Linked DNA regions of Zea mays: region 2 is linked to region 1. A link is a contact called in public Hi-C data. All regions are on one chromosome and are shown on one strand. Each heading gives the region's core, a stretch centred on a gene start, on an enhancer-like site or on the middle of the called end of the contact. The rest is flanking DNA. Distances are from core to core; before and after follow the strand shown. Region 1 holds the start of LOC100284378 (peptide transporter PTR2). Region 2 has its middle 56 kb from the start of LOC100276065.

Region 1 (5,804 bases), core at 2,126-4,625:
GGCGAATATATAAGGCCATGTGTTTGGTTCCTCTCTCTAGTGGCTAAAGTTTAGTCAATCTCAATCTCTAAACTACCAAACAGCTAAAAGAAGTCCCCTAAGATTTAGTCCTTTAGTCACGAATGGGGTGTCTGAAGTTGACTAAACTTCCACCTTTTTCAGTATCTGCCCCTCAGCAGTGCAGCGCAGGCTAGAATTGGACCACCTTATTTTGTCTTTATAAGAGCTAGTTTAGAAACTCTATTTTTCCAAGAGATTTCTATTTTCCCAAAGAAAAATGAACTAATTTCCCTTGGGAAAATAAAAAACCCTATAGAAAAATGGTGTTTCCAAACTAGTCCTAAGTAATATATAATGCTCTCTAATCAGTTTTAGTTCTTAAAACCAAACATAAGTATTTTAGAGACTAAAATTTAGAAGGGTGACTAAAGAAATCAAATACTACCTCCGTCCCAGAAAGAATATCGTTTGACTTTTTTTAGACCAAATTTGACCAATATTTCTTATTCAAATTATTTCTGAAAATAAGAAAAATTTATTTTATAGTTAAAGTAAATGATATGATAAACTAAATCAGAATGAAAATAAATGATAATTATGAGATTTTTTAAATAAATTGAGCCAGTCAAACTTGATCTCAGAAAAGTCAAACGACATTCTTTCTGGGACGGAGGTAATAGGACCTAAGGGCATGTACAACATATAGACTCTAGAACGGTTTTTCAAGTACAAGAGACAGCTAAGAGAATATACGATGCAACTCTAAGCCTTTGGATCATAAATGCAGTCAAGGGATATATATATATAGAAAATCGTGTAAAGACAGGCTATTCGCGAAGAGATTGTCTGTTGTTCAGCTATATTAAATGGAATTGCACATGCCCTAACATAATTGCTACCATTAATCATTGTCCCATTATTAGCCCTTAACCCAAATATGTGGATGAGCTTGCACCTAGCATATACATATTGCTGCTGTGGTCAGCTATATGGATCGCAATTGACCTGATGCATGACTACCTCGATGAGCAGCAAACTAGCTAGCTAGGCTAGAAAAGGGTGATAACACGCAAACTAAAACATCCATCCCACCCTCTTACGTTGGTGAGGATGAGATTATATATTAGTGGTGAAAATGATTCGTCATAAGAACTGCTAGGGAACGTTCTCTAGGCCGGGCTGGAGAAAGAAAAAGTCAAGCGCTTACGTGGCCGCACAGCTTGGCCGCTCGGAGATTCCTTACCATAGCACCTGAATTTGTCGATATATATAGGATAGGAGGAGGAACGGGGCACGCGTACGCGCGCATTATTGTCTACTTTGGTACGTACGACCATCCCACTCCCATGACGTGATACAGGATAGGAGGAACTTGCATGACACCATGAGTGATACAACAAGAGATGGGTATTTTTGGCGCGTAGTAGTGCGGTGCGTACGTACCATGAGCTCGATGAAGGCGCTGGCGATGTAGATGGTGTAGGTGGTGAAGAAGGCGTCGGAGAGGAAGCCGCCGAGGAGCGCGAGCAGGAAGGCCGTGCCCATGAAGTTGGTGACCGCCGTGGCCGACTGCGACGGCGAGTAGTGCATGAACCCCATCAGGTAGGTCACCAGGTTGCTGGCGTTCGCCAGGAACGCCAGGTTCTCCAGCACCTCCACCACTGTACATGTGCGTCGACCGGTTGATCAGTTTGAAATATCAGCGGGGAAAGGAAATAGTTCAAACCACTCCCTAATTAATCATATTCTCTGTAAAGGCACATAGCTTTTTTTTCGCGTCAAATTTTAATCGGTCGTAAACGTCTCCCCATGATGTGCGCGGGCTGTGGTGCCGTTCCCGATGCGTACCGGCCGGCCGGCCATGTTTACACCGCGACGCGACCTCTTTGTGCCTTGCGATTCGTGCCGCGCTTTTTAATGCGGGCTTTGGGCAGCACGACGGCCTCCCTCAACCCCACCCATCCAACAAGTCCAACCAACCGCCCTCGCTCGTCATCAGATCAGAGGAGAGAGAAAACGGACTAGTTCGCTCTCATCAGGATCCGTGACGACGACAGCACTCGTTTCCCCGTCGCACATGCAACCGTCCGCTGAGAAGAACTTGTCTGCAGCGAGAGGCGCCTTCCAGATCGGCGGACAGGAACCCATATCCTCGGAACGAGGGCACAGGGCAGCTACCAGCTCAGCTCCCAGGACGCGACTGTGCTCTGTTCTGTTCGAGCGGTGGTGCGTGCGTGCGAGCAGCGGGAGAGGAATCCACCAGCACCAGCTGCACCCCCCACGGGTCGGGTCATGCGGATGCAGTGCGTGCAAGTTGGTTTGCTTTTCTGGGGCGCAATTGGGGCCAAAGGCGCCGAATTCTCCGGGCAAGTTGCAGGCGAAGGGGTGGGGAGCGAGCAGGAACTGTATGTGAAAGGGAGCGAAAGGAGGGGGGAAATGGAAGGCCACTGGTAGCAAAAGGAGGGAGAGAGGGGAGCCAGCCAGCGACCGCGAAAGGGTCTCGAGCACCACCTGTCGGACGTACGAAAGCAGGAGAGGAAGGATGGAAAGGCTGCGAGGTGATCGGGGGAAAGGAGGAGCACGGGCACGGGCGGAGAAGAAACTAAAAAAAAAAGCAGAGGGAATGGAAGCCAAAGGCGCGCGCCTTTGGCTTAATTTTCAGTTCTGCTCTGCGCTGCGCTGCGCAGGCCACCAGGAGGCGAGGGACGAGGAGGCTCCTCCTCCGTGCATGGATTGGACACCCACACCACCAGTGCCCTATTCGATCCGTCCGTCGTGCAGGCCTTCGCTCGTGCTGCGCTGCCTTTTCCACGGCCCCAGCCCCAATCCCATCCAGCAGGTCTCCTGCTGCCTGCCGGGCACCGGCCGCAACCAACACAACGGAGCTCTAGTTTTCCAGAAGAAGAATAACCCAGATGGATGGAGGCAGGCAGGCAGGCAGTGATCGATCGCTTACCGAGGACGAAGGAGGCGGCGGCCATGCCGCCGTGCCGGGACCTGGTCGCCGGCCGGTTCCTCCAGTCCACGTACCCCTCCCACGGCTCCGCACCCGGCGCGACGTCCTCCTGCAACGAATCACCGCCAACACGACCAGGTACGGCCGGCCGAGAACGTACTCCACCGATCAGCAACGAGACGGTGGTGGAGGTAGTAGGGTAGCAGACAAATGCCCAGCGACGACGGGCAAGACGACCAAGGAAGATGTGTAGTCGGTAGTAGTAGCTCACCATGATGGTGCCCGGCCGCAAGCTGCTGCTCGCCCTCTCCGTACGTGCTCTGAAACGCGCACGGGCAGAGGAAGACGAGGGAGGCAGAGCAGGAGATCCCGTTTGAGTTCACTACTTGTGCGACTGCGTGCCCGACGCGAGAGAGAGTCAGAGAGAGCTGGGCAGCCGTGGGCTGGTGGTGTATTTAAAAGTGTGGAGGAGAGAGAAGGGCAGAGAGAGAGAGAGAGGAGGAGGAGGAGGAGGAGGAGGGGCCCGTCCCGTGCCGTCCCTTCCCTTCCCTGGGGCCGTGAGGTGCCCAGCACAGAACACAGGGCCGCTGAGAAGGACGCAACGCAGCAAGGGGTGCGGTGCGGTGCAGCCCTGGGTCGGGGATGTCAACTTCATAGAACCAAACCAAACCAGGGAGAAGGATGGGGGGCATGCGTATAGTATGTTTGTAAATATGCATGCCGTTGTGCTTTAATTGCATTTATTTCATTTCTTTTTGCCAAATCAAAAAAAGGCGAAAATCATCTGGTGTACGGCGGCAACGCTGCACTGCGCTGTTTCCTCACGCCGGCCCCAGTGTTGTTGTCCGTTTGTTTAGAATCAGTTGGGAGCTTTGTTTCTAGCTTCGGTTTCCACGTGAGTCTACTATCCATACATACCCTACCTATGTCACTGCAGTAAGAGTTGTTTTTTTCCTAACTCTCTTCCTCTGAATTAACTAAGGGATGGTAAAGCCATTTTTAAGCTCCGTCAGTCGTTCTAAGGTCCTCTTTGCATTCAATAGAGTCAGTAATAAATCTAAAAGTTAGCTGTTACTAATTATCTATTTTTAGATCTAAATGGTCTAACTAATATTAATTCCAGCTACTTATTAGCAAACTATCTCACTTGTTGGAGCAAAACAGCTAATAGTTTGCTTGCTAATATAAGTTACAAGCTATTAGCTTGGTAGTTATATATTAGCAGATAGTGCATCCAAAACAAGATCTAAATTATTGTTAGATATATACTATCCATGCTTTCTTTGCATGCCAAAACTGTAAAAAAAAAAGACAACTAGTGTCGGCGTTTCGACCCCGGGGTCCCTAGACCGACAAGTAAAATTGTCGCTACGTGTCCCAGCCCAGATGGGTTGGCGCGAGATGGAACACAAGGGGGAAGAACGCGGCTCGTGTTATCCTGCGCCAGGGGGATGCGCTTGCAGTAGGGGTTACAAGCGTTCGCGAGGGAGAGAGAGCGAGCCTGTTCGTCAGCCCGTCCTCCCGCGCGACCACCCTCCCGCATGAGGGCCCTGGACCTTCCTTTTATAGATGCAAGGAGAGGGTCCAGGTGTACAATGGGGGTGTAGCTATGCGCTAACGTGTCCGGCAGAGAGGTGCCAGAGCCCTGTGTACATGCCAACGTGGCTGTCGGAGAGGTGCTAGAGCCCTGTGTACGTGGTGTTGTGGCCGTCGGAGGAGCGCTGGAGCCCTATAGAAGCACAGTTGTCGGGGCTGCTGGGACCTTGCTGACGTCTCCTTGCTTCCGTAGGGGGCTAAGAACCGCCGTCGTCATGGACGCACGCGGGGAGCCATCATTACTTGTTACCGGGGCGAGCCTGGATGGGACGCCGGTCTTGTTCCCTCGTAGCCTGAGCTAGCTAGGGGTAGGGTAATGATGTATCCCCTGTGGCGCGGTCGGTCCGAGCCCAAGGTCGGGCAAGGCGGAGACTCCTCCTGAGGCCGAGGTCGGGCGAGGACGCGATTCCTCCCGAGGTCGAGGTCGAGGCCGAGCCCTGGGGTCGGGCGAGGCGGAGACCACCTTCCGAGGCCGAGGGTGAGGCCGAGCCCTGGGGTCAGGCAAGGCGGAGACCACCTTCCGATGCCGAGGGCGAGGCCGAGCCCTGGGGTCGGGCGAGGCGGAGACCTCCTCCTGAGGCCGAGGCCCAAGGTCGGGTGAGGCGGAGCTTCCTGTTGCGCCTGAGGCTGGACTTAGCTGTTGTCAGCCTCACCCTGGCGCGCGGGTGGCACAACAGTCGGAGAGGGGCGAGTGGCGTTGTTTTCCTGTCAGGTCGGTCAGTGGAAGGGCGAAGTGACTGCGGTCACTTCGACCTTGCCGACTGAGGCACGTGTGTCAGGATAAGGTGTCAGGCGCTCCTCGCATTGAATGCGCCTGCGATACGGTCGGTTGGTGAAGGCGAGTTGGCCAAGGTTGCTTCACAACGAAGCCTGCCCGAGCTGGGCTTCGGGCGAGTCGAGGGCGCGCCCGTTGCTTGAGAAGGCCCTCGGGCGAGGCGTGAATTCGCCTGGGACTACTGTTCCCGCCCGAGGCTGGGCTCGGGCGAGGCGAGATCGCGTCCCTTGAGTAGACAAAGCCTTGACCTGAATCGTGCCCATCAGTCTCTACAGCTTGCGCTGATGGTGGTTACCAGCCGTGTTTAGGAGTGTTGGGGGTACCCCTAATTACGGTACCCGACAGTAGCCACTGAGCCTCAAAGGGAGTGTTGGTACTCGCTTGGAGGCTTTGCCGCACTTTTTTGCGAGGGGACCGGCCCTTCTCGGTTACACTTTGTTCCGGTGGGTGCGCGCGAGCGCACCCGCCGGGTGTAGC
Region 2 (5,804 bases), core at 1,656-4,155, 460 kb after region 1:
GCGTTCTTCCGGAGTTTCCCCTATCTCTGAGACCTCGTCTCGCGAGACAGGCTGCTCCGGATCCCGTTCTCCGGCCGCGTGATGTCGTCGAACGTTCCTGCGTCGGTTCCTCCGTCGGCGGGATTCTCGTTGAGGTGGTTCTTTTCCAGGCGCGGTCGGTTCGTCATCAGAGATGGCGGGTGACTCCGCTCTCCCGATGAAGAGGACGTCGGGGTAGAACGGTGCTGCTGTCGCGGCGACTTTCTTTCCGTTCTCCTTGGAGGCCAGAGGAACGGAAAGAACGTCTTGCTTTTCCCTGGTCTCCTTCTTCCTCGCGATCCGTGTCCATTCCTTCGTCGGGGAAGTAGGCAGCGGAGTCTTCCGGGTCAGCGAGCTTCCAGCTCCAGCCTTCCCGGAGACAATCTTTTTCCGAAGAGCCGGAGGTAGCGTCTTTCCAGCATTTTCGGAGTTTGTTGGAGGAGACTTCTTTTCCGGCAGATCCGCGAGGCGATGTAGAATTCCCTCTTCATCCGCTACAGATGAGATTGTCCCGAAGAAGAATACAGATCCGGGATGCACGGTGATCTTGCTGTGGAAGGTGACGGCCATTGAGCTAGCTTGGATCGTCGACACACCCCCTACCTGGCGCGCCAGCTGTCGGTGTTTTGGGTCCGACCGCACACCCGGGGTTGCCCCTCAAGGTGTTTTTAGGAATAGGACGGTGTCAACGACTGTAGCAAAATGGTTCGTGCCTGTCGCACGAGGGACAATGGACAAGATTTACAGGTTCGGGCCGCTTAGAAGTGCGTAACACCCTACGTCCTGGTGAGTATATGAGCGTGGTTACAAGAGGACTCTCTGGATTGAGGGCGCAGAGAGTTTACGTGGGTGGCCAAGAACAGAGTCGATCGTTCTGAAGGGGTGCCCCCTAGGCCTTATATACTCGACCGTGGGGCAGTACATGTGGATATGATAGCTACAAGTAGCTGAAAGATAGTAAACCTCTCGAGTTTATCCCTACGTAACCCTTGCCGACTTTATCCTCGCATGGCTCTGTTGCATGGGGGCTTCAGCGCGGGAAAGTCGGGTCTCTGTTGCGATTTACTCGCTCAACGTTGTGGGCCGTCCGGGTTTGCTCCAATCTAGTCTTACGTCTTCTCCGCTTCGTTGATTGTCTTTCCCCAGGCCCACGAAAGAACGACCTTACGATTTATTGGGCCTTTGGGCCTTTCGTGAGGTCTTTTATCTCTTTAGTGGACCCGGGGGATATCTATCCCCCACAGTGTCCCATACCACCCTTGTAGTAGCACTGTTTTCCCGGGTGGTTCTCCATGTTGCGATTAACATAATGATCTTATCATGAACAGTAATAACTCATTGATGATAAATAGCATGATCATGAATAATGTGAATCTTTAACACCCAAAACCACATAGAGCAATAGCATATATTACCTAAAAGTTTAGTGGTGAAGAAGGTATAAAGAAGACAAAACTAGGGTGACCTATTGGGTCCCTTCAAAATTACCCTATGCAGATCATAATGTTTAACAGGCACATTATTGGGTAAAGAAGAGTGATCAAGGGCACAACTTGTAACACCTGAAATCCTATGCTGAGAATTATAAATGTTTCTCTAAGAGATTTGAGATAAAATGACTTATAATAAAGATTTCCATCCTCTATAAAATATAATAATAGGCAAGAATGTGGTATTCGAAGCATAGATCTAAACTTAAAGCTAGGAGTTGAGGCAGCAAATAAGGGAGAGACTTTCAAACTAATTATTATTTCTTTTAATCAAAACCATCCTTAAAAATAATTGAACTAAAATAATTCATGAGAAAGATTATATATTAACATAGCCTAAGTAAATATAACTTAAGAGGATTATTTATCTTAAGTGTGCATTCAAAGGTAATATTTCCTTAAAAGAAGTAATATGTGTATAATCCATCATTAAAGCATTTATCTAAATGGATACAAATAAATAAAAGAAATAAGTAAAATTATGAATCATGCTTGACCTTTGGGTGTGAATTTTTGTATTCAAAACTGAATCAAAAATTGAATTATGAAAATTGAAAACTAAAATCAGAAAAGATCAAAAGAAAGGAGAAAATAATAGGGGAATAACCTGTTCATGGACCTGGAATGCTCCCCTCGGCCCATTTATACTTCTTGCCCTCCGGCCCATCTGATCCCTTTTCTTTCTCCGAATGGGCCAAAACCCTTCTCTGACCGCGCGGCCCATGGCGCCCACAATCACCGTTCGTGTGGCTTACCAGCGGGGCCCACCGAACAGAACCGTCTTCCTGCTCGGTTTGTTGCACCTGAATCCGATGGATCCGCCTGGGATTTCGGCCACGCCCCACCTCCTCTCCACCAGACCCCCCCCCCCCCTTCTGTGGCTAGGCATAAAATCATGGCCCAAGCGCCCCTTGTCCATACCACAGAAACCGAGGCAAGCAAACTGTGAGCACGAGGGGTCACCGAGACTGCTCTCTAGTTCCTCGCCGGCGTTCAGAGCCCTAGGCCGATTCGTGATTACTCCGTGGGCAGAGCGTGCCAGGGAGCACCACCAGGGTTGGGCGGAAACGTGCGCTGCGTCCAATCTGTGGCAGGGCGGTTGGTGGTGGCGCAATCGCTTGCCGGGGGCCAGAACGTGGCTGTTGACCCGCGTGGCGCCGAGGGTGGCCCTGCTCCTGCCTTCATCATTGGTGAGAGATTGCTTTACAAATTCAGTTTCGTTTTCTATATGCATAGAGCCCGGCTAGCACCGATTTGGAACACCGGTGTCTCGGATTGCTGGTTCATCGGAGAGCACCGCCGTGTGTGCTCTGCGCCGCCGTCGGGCACATCATGGGGTGAAGACGCGGCTGGCGCCCTTGATCCTGATCGAACGGTTCCAATTGAATGGGGAATACCCCTTTGGGTGAGCTACGTGGGCCGTTGAGATTTAATCCTAGGGCCATCGCGGATCGCGCTGCGTGAAACCCGAGCCATCGATTTGGGATCTAAAGGATTCGGATCAATCGCGGATACTTTAAATCTGGGTCATTGATTGTGCAGCGAGCGGCCGATATTAAGTAGCGATTCGTTTATTCAGTCAATCTAATCGGCGCCGTTCGTCTTTGATCGGACGATCGTGAGCCCACCATACCCCTTCGGCCGCCAATTTGCAAAAGAAACCCCACCTTCCTTTAGAATAGAACCCGCCATCCTGCGCAGTGATTACTGAGTCTGGGGAAATTTTGCGAGCTTACCCCTGCGTTCCTCTGTTTTTGACGCCCAGTCCAGAGATCAATGAAAATAGAAAATTAATTATAGAAAATAGTTTTTAATACATAAATAATTCTAGAAACTTGTATAATTCATATTAAATTAATTTTAACTCTAAATTGGTCCATTCCAATTCCTATAATTTTGTAATATTATGTTTTAACATTTAGTACCACTGTTTTGACATGAATGTCACAATAAAACTTATATCCTATTTAATCTTGTACAAAACACATAAAATCTTAGGAAATTCATAACTTCCCCATTTTAGCTCCGAATCGAACCATTCCAGTTGCGTTAGCTTCATATGAATATTTACTATGCAATAACAACACTTATTGCACCATGTCTCATTATTTTATAAATAGATCTTTATTTAACTTATGTGGGTTAGTCTTGTTAATCTACTTATCATTATAACCTACTAGAATATGATTTATGGTCAATTTATAACTTAGATCAAAGTGAGTTAATTATTTATAAGATATTCTCTCATATGATTTATACTAACCAATTTATAATGTAGTTTAACATCTTAATCACATAGATCTTCTATAAAGTCATAACTCCTTAATCGTAACTCCGATATTAGTAGTTCTCGAACCCGCGATCTCGTAGCAACGTGTAGATCATTATTATTCAGTTTGTTCTATGTTTGGTGTGATGTTAATTTTATCTATACCATGTTTGTTTGTATTGCTAAGACTACCAGTGCGATCACGAGGATTTGAAGAATCACCCTGGTAACTGGAATCTCAAGTGCCAGGCAAGTTGTGCCCTTGATCCACTTTTGTTACCCAATAATATTCTTTATTATCATTATTCAATGCATAGGTTTAATTTTGATGGGACCCAATAGGTCACCCTAGTCTGTTTATCCTTTTTACCTTGTTTACCCCTGAATCACTTGGGTAGCTATGCTATTGCTTTACATGGTTTTGGGTTAATATTTCATTATGTTCATGTTCCAATTATTCTGTTATTTTATTTATGTTCATGTCAAGATCATTAAATTTTAATTGGAACATGGAGCTTAACTTGAGAAACACGTGCCACCACAAGGGTTTAATGGGACGCCCTTGGCCAACTAACTAGGAAAGCTAGTGGAAGACTACCTTACCCGAAAGGGGCAAGGGCAGTAGGGGAGTTGCATGCAAGGAGGTTCTCGGGTTGATTTTGCTGCGATGGCGGTCATACGGGGGATTTTTGCAAGTGCTCTTCCCATAAACTGTAGCGGGTTTTCGGAAGCTAGTGGAACTTTGTAAAGGCCTCGTAGTGGATCTCTAGCCATTCACCTCGGTAGTGTCTAAGGGCCTTGCAAACCCTAGTGACATGGGATATACGACTTGTGGGTACAGGGTACAACCTCTGCAGAGTGTAAAACTAGTATACTAGCCGAGCTCATGGTCATGAGCAACTCAGGACTCTCGCATGATTAAATTATGGAACTTAAATTCAATTTGTCATTTGCATTTGCATGGGATTATTTAATAATTTTGTTCTATTATTGTTATTATGGTTTGGTATTTACTTACATTTAGTAATTGCTAATAAAATTTTGACCAACTTATAAAAGCAATGCTCAGCTTCAATCTTTATTTTGTTGATCAGGCTTACACTTCACATGAACTCTCACCTTTGGTGAGTTCATACATATTATTCCCCACAACTTATTGAGCGATGAACATGTGTGAGCTCACCCTTGCTGTCTCACACCTCCCACAGGAGAAGTACAGGTGGTTCAGGAGGAGCCACACATCGAGGAGTTCGATTCGATCTAGGTGGTGTCTCCCAGTTGACTTTCTGGCACCAATGATGGATTTTAGATCTGTTATATTTATCTTTTATTTTGTAAGTCTTCCGCTATGTAATAAGTACTCTGATTATATTGTGACATTTATCTCTATACACTTTGTTGTTATATATGTTGTCTTCTTTAGCGCATGTATGAGATGCACCCGGCTTTGTTCCTTAAATCTGGGTGTGACACAACTTGCCTTAGACTCGAGATTCCAGGTACTTCTCCAAAGTTAGTCTTCGGGTTTTCTCGTGACCTCGCTGCTACTTGTAGCCATACATACAATCAAGCAAACAATGTGTATGGTAACATTACACCAAAGCAAGTGAACCAATAGCATAATAATATTCTACGCGTCGCTACAATATCGTAGGTTTGAGAACGACTAAAATTGGAGTTGTGGTTATGAAGATATGATTTTCTAAATCCCTTAGGTGATTACACAATAGAACTACATTCTATGTTTATCATGTGAGAAGAATATAACTAACTCAAATTTTAGGTTATAACCTGAATAGAGATTATCTGGTAGTCAAATTATAATCATAGTAGGATTACTTTGATTGGTTAGATTAATCTACTATACATAAGTAAATACCTAATTACAAAAGTATGTGATATGATTAAAATTAGTGTTATATTGTATATGTGATATTATTATGAATCTAATGCAATTGGAACAGACTAATTTGGAGTCAAATAGCAAAAGTTATGGATTAAGGAAGTTTTAGAGCTATTTAATATTG

What was found. A called contact is a pair of places that touch in the nucleus more often than the background predicts.
Region 2: a Hi-C map of bundle sheath shows a contact between it and region 1, with 2.0 times the contacts expected there. The contact joins the enhancer-like site here to the promoter of LOC100284378 in region 1. A contact is called at or near these places in 2 of 25 Hi-C or Micro-C datasets (bundle sheath and endosperm).

What each region holds. Positions count from the first base shown.
Region 1 is chr9:88,030,280-88,036,083 of Zm-B73-REFERENCE-NAM-5.0, forward strand. LOC100284378 (peptide transporter PTR2) reads right to left here and starts at 3,376. Exons shown (of 4, transcript NM_001157273.2): 1 at 3,228-3,376; 2 at 2,957-3,065; 3 at 1,444-1,661. The coding sequence starts at 3,230.
Region 2 is chr9:88,493,191-88,498,994 of Zm-B73-REFERENCE-NAM-5.0, forward strand. No RefSeq gene overlaps it. Among protein-coding and RNA genes, the nearest start is that of LOC100276065, 56 kb to the right of the region's middle. Within about 2 kb of position 2,906, at least 18 of the 20 cell types and tissues checked have an H3K27ac peak or open chromatin away from gene starts, as enhancers often do. A contact at or near this core is called in bundle sheath and endosperm, where this site is marked.